Regions from separate parts of the Sus scrofa genome. Here region 2 is linked to region 1. The links are chromatin contacts, called in public HiChIP or PLAC-seq maps. All regions are on one chromosome and are shown on one strand. Each heading gives the region's core, a stretch centred on a gene start, on an enhancer-like site or on the middle of the called end of the contact. The rest is flanking DNA. Distances are from core to core; before and after follow the strand shown. Region 1 overlaps XRCC2 (DNA repair protein XRCC2). Region 2 overlaps KMT2C (histone-lysine N-methyltransferase 2C).

Region 1 (5,888 bases), core at 2,272-4,771:
TTTCTTTGTTAAGTAGTACATGTTTATGACAGAAAATTCCAGTAGTACTGAAGTGAAAAGTAGGACACTTCTTCCCCCCCCCCTGCCTTTTTAAGGGCCACACCCATGGTATATGAAAGTTCCCAGGCTAGGGATTGAATCGGAGCTTCAGCTGCTGACCTACACCACAGCCACATCAACTCGGGATCTGAGCCATGTCTGCCCCCTACACCATAGCTCATGGCAGTGCTGGATCCTTAACTCACTGGGCAAGGCCAGGGATGGAACGCACATCCTCATGGATGCTAGTCGGATTCATTTCTGCTCTGCCACAATGGGAACTCCTGGAAATTTTCTAGTGTCATCATTTCGGTGTAGCTGAAATGGAGAATGCTGGGCTAAAAGTTCAGAGACCTTGGTTCTAGTCTTGGCTTTGCTGGGAGCCAGCTTAGTGATTTGGGGTAAGTTAGGTGGGTTTTTTTAGTTTGATTGTTTTTTGGTCATGCCCAGGGCATGTGGAAGTTCCTGGGCCAGGGATGGAACCCATGCCACAGCAGCAACCCAAGCCACTGCAGTGCCAATGCTGGATTCTTATCCCGCTGTGCCAGAAGAGAACTTCAAGTACAGTTTTTGTGGGGTTTTTTAACTTAAAAAAATTTTTATTGACGTGTAGGTCGTTGCTCACAGTGCTGCTTTAGTTTCTGCTGCACACGGACAGGTTATGAAGCCTCGGCTTCTGTCTTTCTAAAACCAGGGCAGTCGGGTGTGATTTCTCCGTTCCCTTCCAGCTACGCTTCCCCCCAAGTCTTACCATCTGTTAAGTGAAGATTTTGTTCCACCTGTTGCTCAAGCTAAAAACCTTGAATTTGCCCACATTGGTTAGCGAGTTCTGGCCGTGAATATCGTGGATTTGACCCCATTTCACTGCCTTTACTCCAGCCATTCCTGTCCCTACTAACCATCACCTGCTTGGTTGTAGTAAGTTCCTGACCGGTCTTTGCTCCACCCTGTTCACACTTACTCAATGTATTTTCCCTTTCATATCCAGAGTGATCCTTTCAAAACCTGTGCAGGCTCTACTCTCAGAGATTTCCAGAAACTTCTGTATCTATAGTAAAATTCAGAATCCTGCTTCCTGCAAGGATGTGTGATTGGCCCTTCAGCCCAACCCATGACCTCGATCTCTTCTGCCTTTCTCAGCAAAGCTACCGCTCTCACCCTCACTCTTCTCAGACACACTGGTGGCCTCCATGTTTTGAATGTGCCAGATGTGCCTTTGCACTGTCTGTTCCCTCGGCCTGGATTGCTGTTCCCTCAGACACTGACGTGGCTCACTTCCTCACTTGCATCAAGTTTCTGCTCCCGTGCCCACTTAGACAAACGTGTCTGTCCGGTGTAAGGAGGTCCTTCCTACTGGGGGTCTTGGTTCCTTTGCCCAGTTTATTCTTCCTGACGCGCCTCTGTGGTCTTGTGTTGGGTCTTGTGTTGTTTACGTGCTGTGTTCCTCCCACCCCTGCCGTTTCAGGATCCCGAGCCATTCCAGATTTTGTTCTCTTTTGGATTTACTCCTTTAAGTCTCAGGATTTAGAACAATGTTTACCCCACACTTGGTGTCCGGTAATCATTTAATGATACATTTTATGCCTTCCTCCTCTTCCCCTCTCTCTGCCTTGCTTTATGTGTCATTGAAAAAAACAAGAATTCACAGAAACTCTTTTTTTTTTTCTTCTGTTGTCTGTTACTGATTTCTAGTTTGTCTCCATTATGGTCAAACACACTCTGTATGATTTCAGTTCTTGTAAATTTATTGAGGTTTGTTTTATGACCCAGGATGTGATCTGTCTTGATGAATGTTGCACGGGCATTTGAACAAAAGGTACATTCTGCTCTTGTTGGGCAGAGCGTTCCGTGTGTGAGCTGGATCCCGTTGGTTGTGTTGTCCAGATCTTCCAGTAAGTCACCTGGTTGCTGAGAAGTGGGTTTTGAAGTTCCAGCTGTAATTGTGAATTTGTCTGTTTTTTTCCCTTTCATCTGTATGAGTCTCGCTTCATGTTTTTTTAAGACTCTGCTATGTATACATTTAGGTATGTGTGTCTTCCTCGTAGGCTGATCCTTTTATCATTCTGTAGTGTCCCTCTTTGTCTCTGGTCATTTTCTTTGCCCTGAAGTCTACTTTAAAGTAATATAGAAACTCCTGCTTTTTCAGGAGTTTCATCAAGTCTGTATTTATAAAAGTGTATGTACTTGTTTTCTCTGAATTCTTCTTGTAAAGTAAAAGAAATATTTTTGCTTCTAAGAAAGGGCGGCCTCTCCACTGTGCTGTGGATGCCATCTCCTCCCCACCATGTCCCTCCTCCCATCAGCGACGTCACTGCTACCATCGTCCCAATCCTAAAACCGTTCTTCTTTGTCTGCTGCATCTGCAAGCTTTTTACCGGTCATTTCCATCAGCATCCTAACATGGAACAATAAAAACAAACCAGTAAAACTTCCCTGGACATCAGAACTCCATCCAGCCCCACCCTCTCACTTCTCAGCAGAGCAGTTATTTGTGCCCCGTGCCTGCACCTCCTGTCTCACTCCCTCTTCAGCCCACCATATCTGGCTCCTGCCTCCATCTTCCACTAAAGCTGCTCCTGTCGAAGTTGTCATCGACCTTTCTGCTGCTGGATGCTCATTTCTAAGTGCCCCTCCTACTAGACCCGAAGGAGCAGGACGTGTAGGTACTTGCTGCAGGTGGGCGCACTGTCAAGACCCAGGGAGGGGCTGCTCAAGGTGTGTCTAGTTCCTGCTCTCAGAAGAACCCACTGGAAAAATCTCACCTTCCTGGGGAACAGCGGATGGCAGGCTGGGAGAATCCACCAGGAGTGTTTCTCGAGGGGCTCTCCTCACATACAAGAGGATCGGGGACGGGTGTGTGTGTATGCATGTGCACTCGTGAGTGTGTGCGCTTCTTGCAACATTAAGCTGCAGTTTTGATTCTGTGCTTTGTTGTCTCTTTCTGGGATCTTGAGTGCAGTTGATTTTTCTGTCAAAATGAAGTTTTGGAGCACAGTCTGGTAAAAATTCCTAGTGAAATCTTAAGTATACATTTAATGCAATTACTAATTTGTGGGATGTCACAAATTTAAAACTTAATCCTTATAAATTCTGCTAGAAATTTGGCTTGGGTACATAGAGTAGTTTTTGCTTGACTTTTTATATATATATTTTCCTTTTCTTCTTATAGGATGATCACTTTTTACAAAATATTAGTTAAAAAGGCAGTAACTCTTCAGGGAATATACTTAGAAACGATGGGATTTTACTATTTGGTATTTGAATAACAGTTGTCTTTTCCATACAATTTAGACAAAAGCAATATGGAGAGCCAGGCCTAGTACTCTGCCCTGAAGGGCAGTTGAATTTTCTAAGTGGCAGAGGAGCCTAACTTCGCAAGTGGAAAAGAATTAGTCCTTTAATATGAGGGACGACCATGACAAGGGCCAGAGTTTGCCTTGGTCACGTGCATGTTAACCCAGCTGCTGATTTCCCTGCCTTCCTCCTCATTCTAGTTCCTCTTTTACTTTCTCTGTGTTATAGTTACACGTCTTTGCCTGGAGTGAATTTCTCTGCATTTCTGTAGTAAAACTACTAAGAATTGTATTCAGTTTGTAGGTGAAAATCCAGGCCTGTTTGGGGGCAGGGGTGGGAATATTTGGTTTAGAATGTTGACTTCTTAGGTAGACTTTTATACTGAACCGATTTGAAACCTTGCTACTGGGGTCTGTCTGCAGACAGATTTAATCTCAAAAGGTCAGGGGAAATGAGCATTTAGCCAAAACAATGATATACATGTTTGTCTTAATGTCATTCATTTCTGGTTAATTTGATCTTTAAGTGCTCCTTCCTGCTCCAGCATAAGGATTTTCGTAATCAAATGATGTTTTAGAACATCTGTATTATATGTTTTCTCCTCGACAGGCACTGAAGGTATAGGATTGCCTGTGAAATAGACTTTTGTTAATGAGTAGTAAGAACTTCGATAATAGCTGTGAGAATCCTCGTGGGCTTTTGTTTGGTAGATATTTGCGTTGAGTGTCCAGATGTGAACATCGGTATATTGGAGGTTCTCTTTTACTCTCCATCCTTCATCCAAGGCTGTCCACCTGTGACCTGTTGTTACCTTCAACTGAGCAGACAGCTGCTGAGTTTCTGCCCAATGTAAAGCGTTTGGAGTTGGAGGAGCCTCGACAGATGCTTTCCTTTTAAGCTCTTCCGTCCGGTCCGGCCGAGGGAGACTGGCTGGTGACGTGTTCTCCAGGGCACGAGTAGCTTGGTGGAGGCGGTGGCCTCGAGGAAGGTGTGGAACTTCCATTTGGTCTGGAGCCTGCGCCTTCGGGAATTCAGTGGAGAGAACGGGGAAAGGCCATTTCAGGTGGAAAGAAGTAGAGTGTTTCTCTAACAGTGAATGTTTTGTATGTCCCCGAAAGAACTGTATGCTGACTCCTTCAAAAATTAAAGGTGTCTCTCGCACACGTTAGAATTGACTCTCCCTTTTTTTGCCGCCACAGGGCCGCATGTTTATTTCATTTTTTTTTGTGTGTGTGTGTTTTGTCTTTTTTGGTTGTTGCTGTTGTTGTTGTTGTTGTTGCTATTTCTTGGGCCGCTCCCCGCGGCATATGGAGGTTCCCAGGCTAGGGGTTGAATCGGAGCTGTAGCCACCGGCCTACACCAGAGCCACAGCAACTCGGGATCCGAGCCGCGTCTGCGACCTACACCACAGCTCACGGCAACGCCGGATCATTAACCCACTGAGCAAGGGCAGGGACCGAACCCGCAACCTCATGGTTCCTAGTCGGATTCGTTAACCACTGCGCCACGACGGGAACTCCCGCATGTTTATTTCTATTTAGCACCTGCTGTCGTGTACTTGTTTTCACCTTTTGACTCTCTCTGTTAAATTCTTTGGGACTAGGAATGGTGTTGGCTGTATCCATTTGTCCCCAGCATTGAATACCCCTGACTTGCCTGAAGGTTTACCAGTGAACTTCTGTGTAATTGAGAATCACCCCTTTTGCAGGCTGTATACTTGCTCCGGTACTGACGTTGCTGTTGAGAACATGTGGGGCTCCTTGTGGTGTTAGGGGGAATGATTGAGAGAGGCCGGCAGACGAGTTAGCTCTTCAGCTGAGCAGGTCCAAAAACCCGTGTCTGTGGATTTGTCAGACTCAGAGATACTGACTGTGAGGCTCTATAGCCCAGGGAAAGAATTCCAGGCGAGGGGAGCCAAGGAGACCTCAGTTAAATCCTGACTCTGGCATCCACTAGTTTTCTCATCTGAAAAAAGAATGATAACAAATAGAGTTAATGTGGCAATTAAAACAGATAATGTATATAAATTATGTACCACTGATGCTACAGCAAGTACAAATAGTAGCTATTATTACATAGCTATTGTTATGATAATAAAACTTAGCAGATACTGATTTGCAAACCAAATGCCAAATCTGTTAATTTACAATATTAGTGAAACTGCCAAGTAGACTAAAATTGTTGTGTCCGCTGTGTATTCTTTTCCAGTTAGGAAATTTGGGCTCAGAAATGTTGCTTAGAGAATCCAGAGAACTAGTTGAATTATCTTAATAGCTACTGTCACCAAGCTCTGTTTGCCTGATGCGTTAATCCTCCCTGAAAGGATTAAACTGTCTGTCAAGCAGAACTTGGGTTCCCTTTACCCTGGCTTAACTGACTCTGTCTGCAGAAACTCCAGATTGATTATATCTGCTTTCAACTCATTCCTCAGATCTGAACAACATCATTCATTTTATCTAACAGTCTTATGCTACATTTTTTAGGTGTTTTTTTTTTTTTTTTTTGCTTAGGTTTAGAAGATACTTCATCCCATTAAGTGACTTCCTTAAATTATT
Region 2 (5,888 bases), core at 2,389-4,888, 300 kb after region 1:
AAAGTGATTTTTTTTTTTACCATAGAAATTACATGGGCTTTATTAGGTTTAATATAGGTAAAACTTTGAAAAGCAGAGTTGAGGCAAGGACTTAGATTTAAGTAATTACTCAATTATTATAACATTTGCTCTTTACTCCGATGATCAAAATGGCCTAATTTATGTAGATAAGTAACTCTCACTCCAAGATTAGTCACATTAAAGTGTTTGTTTTAGAAATGGGACTTTACATTTAAAGGTATATTTTACCAAATCTTGAACAATAAATGCACAATAGTAAATTCCAGAGTGTGAACACACCCAGATGGCCAGATCACAACCTTGATAGATCAGTGGGTGCTGTTTTTTCCATGAGCTACTGCTTTAGAAGTAGTTCTGGGGATTCCTGAAGTGGTGCAGTAGGTTAAGGATCTGGTGTTGTGTCTGCAGCAGCTCAGGTTGTTGCAGAGGCGTGGGTTCGATCCCTGGCCTGGGATATATCCCTGGTCTTCCATTTGTGGCAAGTGCCACCCAAAAAAGGAACAGGTGGTTTTGGAATATTTTGTAACAGTGGAAAGTATTTTAGGAAAGGCAGTGATCAAGGGAGAAAATGAAGTTTGTGGTGTTGGATTGCCACACTGTAACCACACATTTTGATAAAGCTGTGGGGAAATAGGCACTCTTACACCTCGTTGGTGGGAATGCAGATTGTACATGTCTTCTGGAGGGACATTTGACAACGCCTAATAGACTCCGGAGGTGCTTATCTTTTGACCTTTTTGAGAATCTGTCCTAAAAATACTCCCCCAATTAAAGAAGAAAACATGTGCTGTTAAAAGTTAATAATTGCAACATTGTTTAATTTGTAAAATATTAGGAACCACCTGAATGAGCACCCAGAATGGAATGGTTGAGTAAACTGTGATTTGATTCATACACGGAGTATGGTGCAGCTGTAAGAAGGCTGAGGGGTATCTTTATGAACTAGTGGGAAGTCATTTCCAATATATACTTGGAAGTGGAAGAAAAAGTACATATGCCCGTTTATGGTGGGCAGCGTTTATGTAGGAAGGAGTGAGATGGAAGAAAATATACGTACACATGCCCATCTGTGGACAAGAATAAAGGAAGGGTAAACAAGAAACAAGAGATTGGTTACCTATGGAAGGTGGGTCAGAAAGCAGTGTAAAGAAGATGGGAACAGAATCGGGGCTGCAGGGATGAGGCATGGCAGCACTTCTCAGATAGGTCTTTGCACAGCTCTGACTCTTGGAGCCACAGAAACATTTCACCTACCCCCTAAATAAACAGTTGCAACCATCTGGGCATTGGGAGAACCCAAAACGGAGTAGCAGAATTCACACTGAAGGGAGTAGGGAAGGAACTCAGCACCTGGAAAGCCAGCAGTGTCGTGACTGGATACCCGTAAAGTTGAAGGGACAAGAGCAGCTCATACATGTGCAGTCTAGCAAGTAAATGTATTTCTCACAGGGACGCTTAGCCGTTCTGAAAACAGGCATGTAGTTGAACAAGAAAGTGTATGGTAGACAGTGAAAAGTAGGCTTTGTGTATTTTATCTTATGGTATTTTACTTTTTTGGTCTTTTGTCTTTTTAGGGCTACATATGCGGCACATGGAGGTTCCCAGACTAGGAGTCAATTGCATCTGCTGCTGCCGGCCTACACCACAGCCACAGCAACACGAGATCCAGCCTCATCTGCGAGCTACACTACAGCTCACAGCAACACCAGATCTTTAACCCACTGAGTGGGGCCAGGGATCGAACCCACATCCTCATGGATGCCAGTCGGGTTTGTTAACCACTGAGACACAATGGGAACTCCCAGAAGTAGGTTTTTAAGGCTAGAGAAAGGAGCTGCAAATAAGGAAAGGCAAAAATGAATTTTGTGGTGTTGGAGTGAAATAGGAGTAGCAATATGAACTCAGGGTTGTTAATATTTATATGGGCAGATACAGACGTATAGGTATGTGTACAGGTATGCATGTGTTTATCTCCTAGCTCTGTCCCCTTGGAAGCCGTGACCTCTAGTAGCCGTGAGCACACCCAGTGCTCAGATCTTGGTTTCTCACCCATGTTCTCCAATAGAAGAGACCAGGGCTCTGTGAAAAGTGGTTCATGGTGCAGGGAAATGCAAGAAAGTGAGGCAGTTCTGAAATCAGGCATGTAGTTGAACAAGAAAGCACAGAAGCCAGCCTGAAGGAGCTCCTAAGAGTTGCCCAGTTTGAGCAATAACCAAAAAAAGAGTGATAGTATTGCGTTACTATCTGTGGAATGATCCACACTGATAAATCAATAGGTAAATACACGCGTGGTGTAGGTCAAGCCCCATCACTTCTCTGCCCGTCTCTGTCTTCTTTCCAGATAGTAGTGCCATTCTGAATGGGGTCGTTTTCTCTTTTGATCATTCCCCAATAAATGTGTAGCCTAACTGAGTGGCCCTGAAGGTCATCCATGGAGTCGTTCATAGTTAGGAGAAAGAAGTCACGAGTCAGTGCCAGTGTGAAGGGAGGTCACCGGTGTGGTCAGCTTCGATCCAAGTTTATGAATTTATAATTGTCCAAAACCCCCTCTGGAGTCGGGTGAATCTTTAGAGTTCTCCTCACGTGCTGGGGGTAGAGTAGTGTGACGGGGAAGATCTTGGCTATTTCCAGAGGTTCCCCAGGGGCAGCGTTTGTAAAAGTGCTGAGGACTTAGAACAGGCTTTTGTTTTCCCAAAGGACAGATGTCAGAACGCTCTTGGCTTTGTTAGGAGGACACGTGGCCGAATGTATTAGGATATATCCCACCTCTCTTTTCAAAGAAAATAAACATTTCATCTTCAAGATAAAGGGGACATTCAAGATAAACAATGATGGTGTAAAAGACTTTTCAAGGAAACGTGCTGGGGGTTGAACATTTTGAAAATAGTTGTTTGGAACTATTTATATTATATTTTATTGCCAGAAGCAATGAAAGTTTGTAAAGAAACAAACAACAAAAATATTTTCACATTTGTTGCCGTAAATCTTAGCATTTCCTGATCTGTCTAAAATATTCTGAGAGTTCTTTGTTTTAAACTCATTTATTGAAAATTAATACTTTTGACTATGGCAGGTGACAGTCTACTGGCTAAATTTTTGATACTTTTGGTTGGGATTGAAAAATGGTTGTAGAAATATGTGCTTCTGTTTAGATCTTATTTTGTGCGAATGATTTTTTTTTTTTTTTTTTTTTTTTTACAAAAAGCTGTGACAGATACTGAAATAAATTGAAGCTGGAATAGGACTGTTCATTCTAACAAGATGGAAAAGAACAAGATAATAAAGCCTGGCGGCAGCAAGGGGAGGGATCTCCATATTCCCTCAACTTTTGGGTTGTTTACCTCTTTATGTACACATTTGAGCATGTGTCCTTAGTATACATTATTATTTTATTGGATACGTATCTCTCCTTTATGGCACTTGCGTTGTTTCTGTATTCATTATTATGGGTCTCCCAGCCAGGGCTATAGGCCTCGTGAGGGCATGGATCCTGTCTATGTTGGCTTGTGATTTGACCTCTGGTGCCTGACAAACTGCCTGGCACACACTGGAGTCGTTTCTGTGAATGGACCGTCCCAGTAGAGGGCAGTACGGAATGCTTGGGCTCCAGTGGACAGGAGTGCGCTGCTGGCACCTAGTGGCCGCTCCTGGACACGCGCTGCTCGGGACTGTCCGCCGCTCAGGGCCAGCACCGCTGAGGTCGACCGTCCTGTTCCTCCCATTCAGAAACCAGAACATGTACTGTATTTCCGCAGGGGTTAAGTGCCAGTCGTTATCAAGCCGTTCCGTTTTTCTGGGCTTTCCCTCGGGTTGTTTCTCAGTTTTTCCAGGGGGAGTTTGTCTTTTGGTAGATTGAAGAGTACACTCAGGGTGAACCTGTGTTTCAGGAAAGGTAACAGTGTTTCTCTCTTGCGCCTTTGGGGGTGCTGCCAACCCCTTGGAAATCTGGGTAATTTGACTGTTACCAAGAGAATACTTAAATCGTGAATTTACAAATGTTTGATCATTTATTTACCTAAAGCTCCTCTTTCTGGCACTTTGCTCATTGCCCCCCAAAGAAATAACCTCTAAAACTTCCCATATATATTTCTGTTCTTTTAACTCGTTCTGAATGAAATGTTCAGTCTTACTTTAAAAGTGAAACATGAAAACATTACTTACAGTGTCTGCCACTTCGGATGGTTAATTTCTTGTGTTTCCTTCTCCCTCATCCCAGGCTGCAACCCCATTGTTCAGTTCTGTGGTAATATTCTGCTCTCGCGCCACTTGTTTTTGTGTAAAAGCCAACTTAGTTCTGCAAGAGAGTTGTGTGTTTTTTTTTTTAAATATTTTGGGTTCTTTTCATTGACTGAAAAAGAGAAGAAAATAGCTTTTCTATGATAAGGTTGGAGTACACATCAGGCATATAGATAAGCGATGGAATGTCAGAGTAATTTCTGTTTAAAAAGATTAACAATGTACAGCCAAAGTCTCTCTCCACACCTGTCCTCTAACCAACGAGAAGTAGTTTTGTGGGTTATTTGGGTGCTTTTTAAGGGCCACACCCACGGCATATGGAGGTTCCCAGGCTAGGGGTCTAACTGGAGCTACAGCGGCCAGCCTACACCACAGCCACAGCCACACCAGATCTGAGCTGCATCTGCGACCTACACCACAGCTCATGGCAATGCCAGATTCATAACCCACTGAGGGAGGCCAGGGATTGAACCCGCAACCTCATGGTTCCTGGTGGGATTTGTTTCCACTGTGCCACGAAGGGAACTCCAACTGAAAGTAGTTTTATAAGGTCACTTAAGATGTGGTTTGTATCTTTATGTAAGATGATCTCCACGTACCTTTCTTAGGAATACTGTGTTGTTGTTTTTATATATAATCCTCGTGCTTCACAGTGAAAACCAAATAATTATCAAAGTATATTCCCTTCATTTTGCCCTCTAGTATTTTAAGAGGAAGGAAACAGTCACCTCTAAGAATTCTCTGTCTGTGCTGGGGACCCACAAGACCACCGCCCCCTTGGGACTAAGTGGGACTCCTGGGACTGAGCATCGAGTTGTAATTTTGGCTAAGCCCAAGATCAAGAAGTCTTTGATTTGGCAAGGATATATCCTAGAAAAGTCTCAAAGAATCCATGTGCAGGAGTTCCTGCAACAGGATTGGTGGTGTCGCTGGAGTGCTGTGGACACAGGTTTGATCCCTGGCCTGGCACAGTGGGTTAAGTATCCGGCATTATTGCAGCTGTGGCTTAGATCGCAACTGCGGCTCGGATCTGATCCCTGAACTGGAAACTCCATATGCCGTGGGGCAACCAAAAAAGGAAAAAGGAATCCATGTGTAGGCTTCCTTAGGTGGTCTTCCTCCAGCAGTGTAAATACAGCAACATGTGTGTGATGCTTCTGCCCTGAGGAGCGCGAGATCTTTGCTGGGGGTGGTCATGTAGGCACCTCTGCCCAGCACCTACCAGAAGGATGGACTAGGCGCAGTGACCTGCCCTTGTCACATGGGGAACCACAGGACATGTCCGTGTCACATAGGGAACCGCGGGGCGTTGTCGTGTCACATAGGCAGCCATTGGGAATCCTCCTCAAATCTAGCTTCCCAGATGCCAGCTATGCACACAGGCCTTTCTAATAATAACGGTCTCAGGCATGCTATGTTACAACCCTTTTGTGCCCAGCAATAGAATTGGTTTGTGTCTCAATTTCTTTGTTTGTTTTGTTTTTCTTTTATTTTTTATTGTGTCTCACTTTCAGCATATTGCTCTCTGTAGAATTATGGTTCCCGTTGTGGCTCAGTGGTTAATGTACCCGACTAGTAACCATGAGGTTGCGGGTTTGATCCCTGGCCTCGCTCAGTGGGTTAAGGATCCG

What was found. HiChIP or PLAC-seq counts read pairs in DNA pulled down with a chosen protein or histone mark.
Region 2: an H3K27ac HiChIP or PLAC-seq map of alveolar macrophages shows a contact between it and region 1. The contact joins two enhancer-like sites. A contact is called at or near these places in 4 of 5 promoter capture datasets (fetal liver, fetal skeletal muscle, liver and 1 more) and 1 of 2 datasets of contacts at active chromatin or transcription factors (alveolar macrophages).

Annotation. Positions count from the first base shown.
Region 1 is chr18:4,810,785-4,816,672 of Sscrofa11.1, forward strand. The region is part of intron 1 of XRCC2 (DNA repair protein XRCC2); the gene reads left to right. Among named protein-coding and RNA genes, the nearest start is that of XRCC2, 5.3 kb to the left of the region's middle. Within about 2 kb of position 3,522, at least 3 of the 83 cell types and tissues checked have an H3K27ac peak or open chromatin away from gene starts, as enhancers often do. A contact at or near this core is called in alveolar macrophages, where this site is marked.
Region 2 is chr18:5,110,108-5,115,995 of Sscrofa11.1, forward strand. All of the region lies in intron 7 of KMT2C (histone-lysine N-methyltransferase 2C), which reads left to right. Among named protein-coding and RNA genes, the nearest start is that of KMT2C, 120 kb to the left of the region's middle. Within about 2 kb of position 3,639, at least 9 of the 83 cell types and tissues checked have an H3K27ac peak or open chromatin away from gene starts, as enhancers often do. A contact at or near this core is called in alveolar macrophages, where this site is marked.